4 separate regions of the Mus musculus genome follow, and regions 1, 2 and 4 are each linked to region 3. A link is a contact called in public Hi-C and HiChIP or PLAC-seq data. All regions are on one chromosome and are shown on one strand. The core of a region is the stretch at or near the end of the contact, and the rest is flanking DNA. Distances in the headings are between cores, read along the strand shown.

Evidence for each region. Hi-C and Micro-C count contacts between places; a contact is called where the count stands out from the background. HiChIP or PLAC-seq counts read pairs in DNA pulled down with a chosen protein or histone mark.
Region 1: a contact with region 3 is called in an H3K27ac HiChIP or PLAC-seq map of thymic regulatory T cells, with 6 times the contacts expected there. The contact joins two enhancer-like sites. A contact is called at or near these places in 8 of 39 promoter capture datasets (the 3T3-L1 cell line, Sertoli cells, embryonic stem cells and 3 more), 2 of 15 datasets of contacts at CTCF or cohesin (CD8 T cells and large pre-B cells), 11 of 484 Hi-C or Micro-C datasets (CD4 T cells, CD8 T cells, the N1E-115 cell line and 7 more), 19 of 115 datasets of contacts at active chromatin or transcription factors (the 230-238 cell line, CD8 T cells, the SCID.adh cell line and 13 more) and 1 of 9 other capture datasets (liver).
Region 2: an H3K4me3 HiChIP or PLAC-seq map of bone marrow-derived macrophages shows a contact between it and region 3, with 5 times the contacts expected there. The contact joins two enhancer-like sites. A contact is called at or near these places in 7 of 39 promoter capture datasets (the 3T3-L1 cell line, the C10 cell line, epiblast stem cells and 3 more), 3 of 15 datasets of contacts at CTCF or cohesin (CD8 T cells, the NIH/3T3 cell line and large pre-B cells), 7 of 484 Hi-C or Micro-C datasets (B cells, bone marrow-derived macrophages, embryonic stem cells and 4 more), 9 of 115 datasets of contacts at active chromatin or transcription factors (CD8 T cells, the SCID.adh cell line, bone marrow-derived macrophages and 6 more) and 5 of 9 other capture datasets (adipose tissue, bone marrow-derived macrophages, embryonic stem cells and 2 more).
Region 4: a Hi-C map of liver shows a contact between it and region 3, with 2.9 times the contacts expected there. The contact joins two enhancer-like sites. A contact is called at or near these places in 7 of 39 promoter capture datasets (3T3-L1-derived adipocytes, the HPC-7 cell line, HPC-7-derived erythroid cells and 4 more), 4 of 484 Hi-C or Micro-C datasets (bone marrow-derived macrophages, embryonic stem cells, group 2 innate lymphoid cells and 1 more), 10 of 115 datasets of contacts at active chromatin or transcription factors (bone marrow-derived macrophages, craniofacial prominence, embryonic forebrain and 4 more) and 1 of 9 other capture datasets (embryonic stem cells).

The regions. Positions count from the first base shown.
Region 1 is chr11:22,692,212-22,694,911 of GRCm38.p6, forward strand. No RefSeq gene overlaps it. Among named protein-coding and RNA genes, the nearest start is that of Gm40816, 39 kb to the left of the region's middle. Within about 2 kb of position 1,345, at least 112 of the 459 cell types and tissues checked have an H3K27ac peak or open chromatin away from gene starts, as enhancers often do. A contact at or near this core is called in CD8 T cells, the N1E-115 cell line, the SCID.adh cell line and 10 more, where this site is marked.
Region 2 is chr11:22,665,229-22,667,928 of GRCm38.p6, forward strand. Gm40816 (a long non-coding RNA gene) reads left to right here. Exons shown (of 3, transcript XR_872306.2): 3 at 871-1,296. Among named protein-coding and RNA genes, the nearest start is that of Gm40816, 13 kb to the left of the region's middle. Within about 2 kb of position 1,448, at least 67 of the 459 cell types and tissues checked have an H3K27ac peak or open chromatin away from gene starts, as enhancers often do. A contact at or near this core is called in B cells, the SCID.adh cell line, bone marrow-derived macrophages and 1 more, where this site is marked.
Region 3 is chr11:22,870,706-22,873,405 of GRCm38.p6, forward strand. No RefSeq gene overlaps it. Among named protein-coding and RNA genes, the nearest start is that of Gm24917, 3.2 kb to the left of the region's middle. Within about 2 kb of position 1,321, at least 132 of the 459 cell types and tissues checked have an H3K27ac peak or open chromatin away from gene starts, as enhancers often do. A contact at or near this core is called in B cells, CD8 T cells, the N1E-115 cell line and 13 more, where this site is marked.
Region 4 is chr11:22,616,278-22,618,977 of GRCm38.p6, forward strand. Gm12052 (predicted gene 12052) reads left to right here. Exons shown (of 5, transcript NR_166746.1): 3 at 124-212; 4 at 1,080-1,553; 5 at 2,044-2,215. Among named protein-coding and RNA genes, the nearest start is that of Gm12052, 5.9 kb to the left of the region's middle. Within about 2 kb of position 1,399, at least 136 of the 459 cell types and tissues checked have an H3K27ac peak or open chromatin away from gene starts, as enhancers often do. A contact at or near this core is called in bone marrow-derived macrophages, heart atrium and liver, where this site is marked.

The DNA.
Region 1 (2,700 bases), core at 95-2,594, 180 kb before region 3:
ATGCTAAGTTAGCTGTGAGCTTTGCCTAGGAATTGTGTGGAATCCCCTCATGTGAGGCAAGTCTTTCCCCTGCCTGACCCAAGAGCTGTAACTCTTTTACTAGTGTAGAGAAATTTTAATTCTTTGTGGTCAACTGGTTTAATAGTTTGAAAGTAGAAGGAAGGGTCACAAACATCTCTTTTTAGAATCCAGTTTCTATGGCCAGGTGTCAACACAGGGTGACAGTGACAGTTCCTCCATCTTCAAAGTTGTCAACATATCATTTTCCGATCTGTCTCTGGCCTGTTTCCATCATCTGAATCTGACCCAACCCCAACCCTACAGCGTGCCCACCCCCTTCTGCTCATGCGTGAGCCTGCTTTCCTCTCCTAAGAACCTTTTTGTTGACACTGAGTTTGCTCATGTAATCCAGTATAATCTTCTCACATCTCAAAATCCATAACTAATCACATCTGCAAAAGCCTCCTTTGCGTGTAACATGACATATTCACAGATCTGGGAGATTAGCATCATGGACATCTCCAAGGTATTTTTCTGCCTGCTATTTCAGATGCTGAAATAGTTACCAAGCCCTAGTGTGGTGACTTTTGTTGTGTAGCTCAGAAAAAAAGCCCTTGTGCTGCTTAGCTCTGAATCGGGTCTCTGCCCTGGGGAGATGACCCGATAAGGCCAGCCAAAGGGTAAATACTAGGGTGGCAATATCATAGCTGGAAACTCCCATCTGAAGCACAGCTTTGGAACCATGAAAGAAAATGACTGTAAACACCACAGCTGAGCCACAGAACTTTCTCAGAGGAGCTACACTTGGTTATAAATATAACACTAACCCAACACTCTCCTGGGTAAAGCCCCTTCATGATTCCCCCATGCTTTAGAAAAGGGAAAAAAGAAAGTCTCAGAAGAGGGTTTTTCAACCTCAACTCTGACAATGCTCTGAGCCAGGTCGTCCTTTGTGGTCAAGGGCTTTCCTGTGCATTGCTGAGACTTTATTTCCTTAGAGTGACTCACCCAGACCCCACACAGCCTTATGACACTCTGCTGGATGTCCCTAGAGGGCAGAATTGTACTCAACTGAGATGCCCTGTTCTGGAAGAGCCTCCAGGATCTGAGTCTGGCAACTGTCCAATTCTGTGCTTTCTTCTCCAGCTACCTTAGGGATGAAAGGTAAGGACTGTCTCAGCAGAGCTCACTGTCCCTCCACTTATCTACCTCTTGTCACCTAGAATTGGTTTCCTTGTGTCTGAGTCAAATGTTTCCCACTTGCCTCTGACCCCCACACACCACCCCTGCTCTGCCTATGCTGTGGCAGCCTGATCCTCTGTATATCCCTCTTCATAACTGCCTAACCACAGACTCACTTCTTAGGAACTGTGCCCCTAGCACTGCATGATGGGTACACGTTGTTGCCCAATCTACTGCTGCACCACATCAGACAACCAAGACAGGAATCAAAGTGTGAAGAATGGCGGGTGAATCAGCCCCTAAGGAAAGAAATGAATTTTGCTAGTGATGGCTGGCCCTACTACAGTTAGTAGGTAACTTGAGTATGATTTGGGAAAGTCTTCTGAAGACAGTGAGCCCAGGGTTCCTACACATCAGGACTCCTTTCCACCAGGACTTCTGTCCAATTACGGCCTCCCTGTGGGAAAGTCAGCACCATGAACTTGGTACCTAGCAATGGTCCACTGAGAGAGGATGTCAGCTCAGTTGTAGCTCTCCCAAATCAGAGACATCAAGATCCTAGGATGTTCCTTCTGTGTTGCCTACCCAACCTGGGTCAGGGATACACAACAGCACAAAGACCTCATGCCACAGAAACTAAGCAAAGCTCATTGGATGACCCCAGTTTAAAAGAAAGAAACCTCAGACTCTAAAATGGAACCTTCTGGACAAGACTAAAATTACAAGGGCCTGTCTCCGAGGGCACTGCCAGAGTTTCCCAGGACATGAGGTTAGTTCTCCTGCTTCCCCATGTGGGGGCGCAGCAGGCTTCACCCCATTCCTCACAGGTTCCCAAATATAAGCACCTGCATCCCACAAGACATCAGTATCTGAGTTAAGTGTCCTAACTTTGGTCAAGATATTGACAAATATATAATTGTTGCATTATTATTCATTTAATATTCCTTTAGATATGTATATATGTGTATATATTTTACCTATATATGTGTATATATATCCTTAGATATGTATATATGTATTATAGCAATTCTGATTATATAACTAACATGTTCATTGTAAAAAATAAAGATGTTAAGCAACTCAAAAAATAAATTTTAAAAGCACCTTTTCTACATCTCTTTAACCAAATAGACACACAATGTGACTTTTACATACCAAGCAAATGAATTAAAAAAAAAAAAAAAACAGATTGTATCTGCATGGTTTGGTCAGTTTCAAGAATTGCATGGCTAAACTTTTCTGTATCATCCAATTCTGTGTCTTTGGAAGACTTAAAGCTTCTAGACATCTCTGAGGACCTCTCACATTCTGTGAAGAAGGCAGGAAAGGGAGGCCACAAGTGCCAGGCCAGAGGGCTCCACTCATGACAGCACGGTGTTCCAGCCTTCTGCTCAGCACGGGATCCTTCTAGTCCTGGGAAGACTCTACTGGCACGGCAGGCTAGGGCACAAGGTTCCCGTCTCCCAGAGGCATCTCTCTGGCCTCCTGAGATGAATGTACTCTGTTATGTAGAGTCAG
Region 2 (2,700 bases), core at 198-2,697, 210 kb before region 3:
CATTCGGTACTATAAGGGAGCCAGTCCAGGGGTTGGAGGCAGGGTTGGGGATGCTGTGGCAGCAAACAAAAGACGTCAGCATTGTCAGGAGAATGTTCTCACCAGGCTTCTATCCCACCAAGTTGTGACAGAAGTGTCCTTTAACTACAGGTGTCACCTCATCCACTCAATAACAGTCACACTTGACCCCTGAAGATCCACACAGTCTCCAAGGTCAGAAGAAAGAGGCAGAGTTGCTAACTTTTGAGAAAATTTAGTATAAGCCAGACATGGTGAAACATACTGTCTTCCCAGCATCTAGGAGATTGAGGTTGAGACAGGAGGATTAGAATTTTAAGGTCTTCCTGCATTACATAGTGAGTGTGAGAGTATCCTGAGCTACATGAGAAGCTAGAAAGAAAAGGAGATGGTGAGAAAAGGGGAAAGAAAAGGGGAGGAAAGAGGAAGAGGGAAGGGAAAGAGGGAAGGGGAAGGGAAGAGGGGCAGGGAGGGAAAGAGAAGAGGGAGAGGGGAGAGGAGGAGGAGAGGGGAGGAGAGAATAAGAGAGAGGAGGGAAGGAAGGGAAGGTGTGGAAAGGGGAGGGGAGGGGAGAGGGAAAAGGAGGGGAGGGAATGGGAAGACGGAAAGGGGGGAAGAAGGGAGGGGAGAGGAAGAAGGAAGGGAAAGGGAAGAGGAGGAAAGGGGAGAGGAGGAGAGGGGAGGAGAGAATAGGAGAGGGGAGGGAAGGAATGAAAGATGAAGGAAGGGGGGGAGAGGGAGAGGAAAGGGGAGGAGGACAGGGAAGAGGAGTGAAGGGAAGAGGCACGTGGCTACATAATGGTTATAGTGTTCAAATTTTACAGTTCCTCTTTTCTTGTCTGTCTGTTCCAGGTAGTGGGCAGGAAATACATATATGGTTACTTCTCTTCCTGTCATTTTGCCAGGAAGCAGGAGTTTTTGAGCCCAGCATGCAGACAGCTGGATTGCATAAAGCTGAGCACACTACAGAATGATGTGGCTTTAGATCTCTACTTCCTGAAATCTGTTGCCGGGACTTCCCTTCAACCTTTGTAACCTCACATACAGGCCGTTCTGACAGGAGACGTGGACTCAGGGTTAAGGGGATGAGCAGAGAAGCAATGCCAGGGAGGGCTGCCCAAGAACAGGTTCCTAACATGGGCAAGCCCTTCCTGTTGGCTGGGAGAGACTGGGTCTACAGGTGTGCACATGCTTAACAGTCTCGTGGCTCTGGGTTCAATCTCCAGAACTGTAAACGCCACGAAAGATCACAAAAAAAAAAAAAAAAAAACCAAAAAACCAAGATATGCACATTGTAGTCAGTACACAGATAGCGCCCCCACCAGAGCCCTCTTGTCACACTTTCACAGCCACAACCATTTCATCCTGCTCCCATCGATGCCTTACCTCTTGTAACCAGTACTGTGATTGTTGGTTTTAGGAGAGAGATGTTATTGTTTGATATGGGTGTGGGTGCACATGCCCATATGAGAGATACAAGTGGGTGTACAGAGAGGCCCATGTGGTACTCCAGAGTAGGCTTTTGTGTTTACTGCACCTCTGCCCCTATCTGATTGCTTTGAGACACTGTCTCACTGAACAAGAAGCTCACCATTTGGCTAGACTGGCTGGCCAGCAAGCTCTCCAGATCTGCCCACTCTGGCCCCAGTGCTGAGGTTATGAGCTCCTATTTACATGGGAGCTGGGTATTTAAACTCAAGTCTTTGTGGTTGCAAAGGGGGCATTCTTGCCCACTGACCCATCTTCCCAACTATATGAATCTGCTTTTGGTTAATTTTATTTCAAGAATGTCATATCTAAATAAAAAACATAACAAGATGCTATTAAATGGTATAATACAGGAAGCACTCTTTGGGTGTGTTTTTCCCTTAGATGAACAGTTTGTTTAGCCCTTTACCTGGAAAGGCTTTCTTTCTCTAGCATCCTATCCTGCCATATGTGGTTATTACTTCTGGTAATGACTTATAAACATACTGCATTGACCAATTCAATTAGCTTCTCTGATCTTAATTTACTAGAATCCTTTTACTCTTAAGTTTCATAAGCACCATCATGAATACTCTTCATCAGGAAAATCTGGGGCTGATGAGATGGCTCAAGGGATTAAGGCACTTGCTGCAAAGTGTGGAGACCTGAGTTCAGTCCCCAGGACCCACCTGGTAAAAGAGAACTGATTCCCATAAGTTGTCCTCTGACCTCTACATGTAAATTGTGGTGTACCTCTCTCCAAATGCCCCAAAATAAATGTATGTTTAAAAAAAATAAAGAAGAGTCTAGCTCATGGTTTCCTATCCCCTGGGCACGCCTTAGCTTAACATTATAAAATTTAGACTTGGGCTTTCTCTCTGCCCTTGCTAGCATTGCTGAGGATGGCGTATACCGGCTAAGTGTGCAGGAATGGTGAGGCGGACAGGGTTTATTCACACAGAACAGAATCCTGTTGGAGAGTCTAACTAAAGCACTATCAGGCCTTTGGTGTTTTGAACAGTAGCTAGTGGTGTTCTGTGCACAATTTTACTGTATAATTTTCTATGCATACTGTGATATCTGATCAAAGTTTGAGTCTGAGATGCCACATATTTAGACAATCTTAAATTACTTTCATTGTTTTACAGCTTAGTTGAATTTTAATCTTGTTGAAATTTGTCCTTAAACATACTTTACAGTGAGTGGAAGGGTGCC
Region 3 (2,700 bases), core at 71-2,570:
TTGCATGTACCCCTGAGCCTGTTCTTAGCTCAGATGGGATGGTCCTTGCATATATGCCCTGAGCCTGCTCTTAGCATTGAGCTACACCTAAAGCCCTCTTGTCATTCTAAAGCCCACAGAGCACTGAAATATTAAAGTTTTTTTTTCACAAGATGACACCAAAATCAGATTTGCTACAAAATCCTACAGTTATCTATCAACCCCATTTTATTTCCACCATGTTCCATTACATATGTGTTATGTGTTTGATCAAAAGCATTTGCCAAAATAGATGAATATGAATATAGTGAAACTTGAGAGTATCAGGTAGTATATGGGATGCTTGTCTGATTCCTTCTCTAAAACTGGGGACATGCTAACTCTTGAATGAAGATTGTGGGCCAGCATTGGAATCTGAAGAAAGGAAATATAACCCCAGTTGAGGTCAGAATAGTAGGTCCTTTGGAATCAAGGTTTAGTTCCAAGGCTTGTATTGACCAAGAGCAAAAAGCATTGTATACCTCCTACTATGAGCAGTGAATGCCTAATGGGGAGCCACCTCACATCTTGTACATAGGGTCTACAAAAATAAAGTAAAAAGTCAGGACCCCAACCTGTCATATCTTTTGGTGGCCAGAAGCACTCATTTCTGTTGTATGTGTATATGTACATATACATAATACATATCCACATATACATATGTATTTATAATGAGAGAATAGAGCCCTTGGAAATTATAGCTAGTTAGTGAACCGGTCAAAAAGGCAAATCTAGCAAAAGGAACCGAAGAAGTAGGAAGAAACCTCAGAGTGTGGCCAACAGCCACAGAGAGCTCACCTCATAGAGAGAGATGAGCATGAAGCAAAGAGGGTTCACGCTGCTCAGCCCTTGTCTCACAGAGGCCTGGGGACATGCTGAAGCCCCGTTTATCTTCTTAAAGCAAAACTGAAGAGTTTTCATTGTAGGTTCCCAATAAAGGCACTTTCATTCACTTATCAGTGACAGCCACAGAGCAGGGGTGGATTTGGGACAAAAGGCTGGGAAAAGAACAGCACAGATATGAGAAGTGGGGGAATTTGCTCAATCCATGAACGTTACTTCCTGCCAAATGGAAGAGCGAGAGATCTGGGTAATGAGAACAGGGGAGAGCAGTGTGCTGAGCGGAAACAGGAAGGGCCGTGGCAGATGAGAAAGGAGATTAATGCAATCAACACTTATCCCAGCTTTAGAGATGGAGCAATTTATAGAAATGAGAGAAATGAAATCAATTGTCCTATTTCAAAACTATGAGAAAGAAGGGAAAGCGAAACCAACAGTGAGAGGATCTCTTTGGAGAACAGCTCAATACCAACAAAGCTGGGACTCACACTGAGGCTCAGCCCCCAGTCTGGTGCTGTTTCCCCTATAAATATAAAAGCTCACTACTGCCTCTTTCTCATTTCCTGCCTGTTTCCTTCCTTGTATGAGAATGAGGGTTGGCAGCTGTCTCCATGTGCATGTGAACTTCCAACTGCCTCAGACTGAAACCTTCTCCCTGTCCAGCGGTGCCTGAAGTGGGTGGGGGATCAAGGTTGGCTTCCTCACATCCTGCGGGGGAAGGGGCAAATCTGACAGCACATTTGTAAACTGTAATGGTAGAGAGGACAGCATGCTCCGTTTTCCAAATGGTAATTATTATTTTCATAATCAGCATTTATTGTTTTTAAATGACAGCGTGGGCAGCCGGGGATAATGATTAAAGAGAAACAAGCTCTGTCAGTGTGACCAGAAATCAGCAGGATGTGCCACTGAAAAACCAGGCAAGGCTCCACGGGGAGTCAGCTTCTGCTTCCTTTAGGCTTGGTCTGGTCTGAGGGTAAACTTCTGTGTAAGGCCACAACTTGGCTAAGGGAGACACTGCACTAACCAAGGATAAAAATTAGACACCAGAAGGTGATGTGGAGGGTCACATCTGCAATCCCAGCATTAGAGAGACTGAGGCAGGGGGACCAAGACTCTTCAGGAAAGCTTGGGCCTCATGGTGAGTAGGGGGCCAGCTTACTATCCAGAGAAAGACCCTGTCTGGAGATAGAAAAGCATTTGAGAACGAGAGGAAGCTAAATTCCTCTGGGGTAACACTCAAAGAAATAGTACCTGGTTACTTCCCATGAGCAGACAGAAGAACGAAGCTGGTCCTTACCCTTCACACATGCGGTGTTTGGTGTCTGCTTTGTTCTCCTTCGTAGACGTGCCGCCTCACAAACAGCAAGATAACGGTGTGTCAGGTCTTCTGAGATCCTGCACATCCTTTCCACGACATTTTCAGACATATTAGTCTCAATGGGTGTTCTGTGTTCCAAGATGTCACAAGCCACTGTTTTCCCTTTCCTTTAGCCAATGGTGTACAGTTAGCCATTACAGAAATGATAGCCAGGCACTGCCAGAAGACCAGACCCTTACTTATAGTCATCAATGGAACAGGCATTTGCCTCAAGACTGGAAAATCCTCAGGCTTAACGTTAAAACATGCTGTTCTGGATAGACAAGGGCTTCAAGGGCAGTTTCGCCCTTATTTGGTGGGAAGAGCCTTGCTGCTGTGTCAAGTCAGAAGCAGGAAGCTATTATAATTTGCTTCCAAAAGGCTTTTTTTTTTTTTTTTTTTGGTATTAAAAAGGAGCGTGCAATGTCTACATCTTAGAAGGCACTTCTCAGTAGCTGAAAAAAAACCTGCTTTGGAAATAT
Region 4 (2,700 bases), core at 149-2,648, 250 kb before region 3:
ACTTGTCTATGTTCTGTTGTGAATGTCAGCATTCAGTAACTTACCTTAACAATATCGAGCCTGTTGTTGCTGATTGTTAGTATTTTGGCTCTATGAGTTGTTTTGTTGCTTTGTTTGTCTTAGAGAGCTATTTCATCAGGACCTGAGAAAGCTTAGCCCTCAGAAGTGCTTATAGTGAGACCACACAATGACATGCAACATCACTCAGACTCGTGAGTATTCTCCATCCCCCTTTGGTTAGGAGCTTCCACGGATGACATAAAAAGGAAATTTAGCATTGCAGATGATCCTGTGAAACAAGTATATCTGGCAGTGTGGCAATTGTTTGAGGTACTAGAAAGTGTTAGTTAGCCCCGCTTTACTCTGTTACAAACATCTCTTGTAAAGGTGAAGAAAATGAGCTGAAGAACAAAGTCAACATTCCATAGACTGAGGTAGTCAGGAAACATGGTCAGGGAAATGGGGGACTCAGTTAGATGCAACCCAGGACAGCTAAGACGGGGCCTGGCTCTGCATGTCTTTGATTTGACCATGTCACCACAAAGAAATTCCAAAGAGACAAGCCTCCTAGACCAAGCTGATGCAGATTTCAGGCATACAGTAAAGGGCCATCCACCAAGGGTCTCTCTCAGGGCTGTCTTTGCTGCAGCACCGAATGCCCTACAGAGCTAGTATGCTGCAGCTTCCCAAAGTCAGGGTGGACCGGAAGACCCTCCCGCCCCTTTCAGACACATATTCTGCCTGATACAAAACAACCACTCAGTCCACGATACCTGTGTTGTTTTCCAACTATCTTAAAGATTTTCAATCAGAAATTCTACAAGCAAGAAAAACACATGACATTCCCAACTACGGAAATGTATATCCATACCACCATACACAAGTGTTTATAGCTACTTTTTATTCATCGTGAATAATGAATCTGCTTTAAAGACAGGCTGTTGAGTTCGAGACCAGAATTTAGTTTCTCCTTGTCTGCAGCATTCCATGCTGGCATCAAGAGGGCCTCCTTTAATTAGGAAGGACACAAGTGGAAAAGAACGTAATTGGGCTGAGGTTTTAATGCCTGGCTTTGCCAGGCTCTCTTACTGCAGACCCGAGGCACTGGCCCAAGCATTCCACCAGGCTCCACCCAAACCCACCAGCTGGACGAGGAACCACGGGACGTTAGAATCAGAGTAACTTTGGCCAACAATCTGAGACACTTGGGAGAAAATTCATTCTAAATCTAACAGCTTCCTGCTCTCAGGAAGGCCTCTGGGCTTCCGGTGCCTCTGGTCCTCCTTCCCGGCTCTTCTGTGGAGGCTAGCTTCCTCCAAGCTGACCCCGAGGGAGCCGCCTTCTCGTAGGTGGAAAGCGAAGAGAAGAGAGCGGGTAAGCAGTGGAGACACATTGGCTGTACTCAGGACCTGTACCAGAGGTGGCAGGAGGACACCACCGAGCCCTGCTCCACCCATCGCAGCCTCGAGACCCTCTGCGCGGGGATGCTGACCCCTGCTGGCCACCTGAGAGATTGCAGCGTGGCCGACTCCCAAGGGGCGGCAAGTGTAAGGGTAAGGGTAAGGAGATGGGGATGGGAAAGGGGTTGCTGTGTAGTAAGCGTGGGTGGTAGAAGACTAGGGCCAGGATGTTGGGCACCATCAGAGGCCCCTCCACCACCCGGTGGCTGCCCAAGTGCTGTCCGCTCCTCTTGTTTCTAGGAAAAAGAGTGAGAGGAGCCGTAAGGGCTATGGAGCCCAAATCAGCATGCCTCTAGGACCTACCTGAGCCTCCAGAAGACCCCTCAACAGGAACCGTTGTCCGAACCAACCAACTCCAAACCTAAACCTCAGAGGCCTCCTCATGCAGACAGATTGCTGACCTATCTCTGGGGTAGTCAGCTGAAATACCCCAGAGATATTCACGGCCTAATCCCAGGAAGTTTCTTTAAATGGCAAAAGAAACCTAGAGTGTGTTACCCTCGATTATTTAGGTAGATTCTACATGTAATCAGGTATATCACCAAAGGGGAAGTGAGGTAAAGGAATATTTATTTCACTACAGAACAGAAGGCAAGCCATCTTGCAGGAGGACCTGAGGAGAGAAGGAGAGAGTCAGGAGAGAACAGATTCCCTCTACAGTGCCCAGAGTCTCCCCTGACTGATTTGGACCCAATGAAATTCCAAACTCTGGTGTCAAGAACTTTAAAAGAATAAATGTGTGCTGTTTTGAGGTATTGAGTTTGTAGCTTTTTTAAAAAAGCAGCAGCACTGAGGTAATGTGTTGCTTCCCACTCAGTAGTGAGTTCTTAGAATTAAGTGGCTAATGAACAAGACAAACCCCATTTCCATCCCCAGGGAGTTTTATCTGCCATCTCCTGAGCTTTAAAATATTGCTGGCAAATTCTTAGATAGGGTAGCAGAGAAGACAAGGAACACATCAAAAAGACTAGCCCGTAGACATGCAACAAACAAACAAACAACAGCAACGAAGAACAGATTTCACACCTGCTGGGCAGCTACAGTCAAAGTGACAGGGGCAAGCAGTTTCTTGTTTGTTTGTTGTTGTTTGTTTATTTTGCTTTTTTGATGACTTGGAGAAGCCCAGTCCGCACACACTGTTGGAGGGACTCTATGGCATACCCAACCTGGAAAGTAGCTTGGCAATTTCTTTTAAAACTGAGCATACATAACCGGATCACTCGGCACTGTGTTCCCAGGA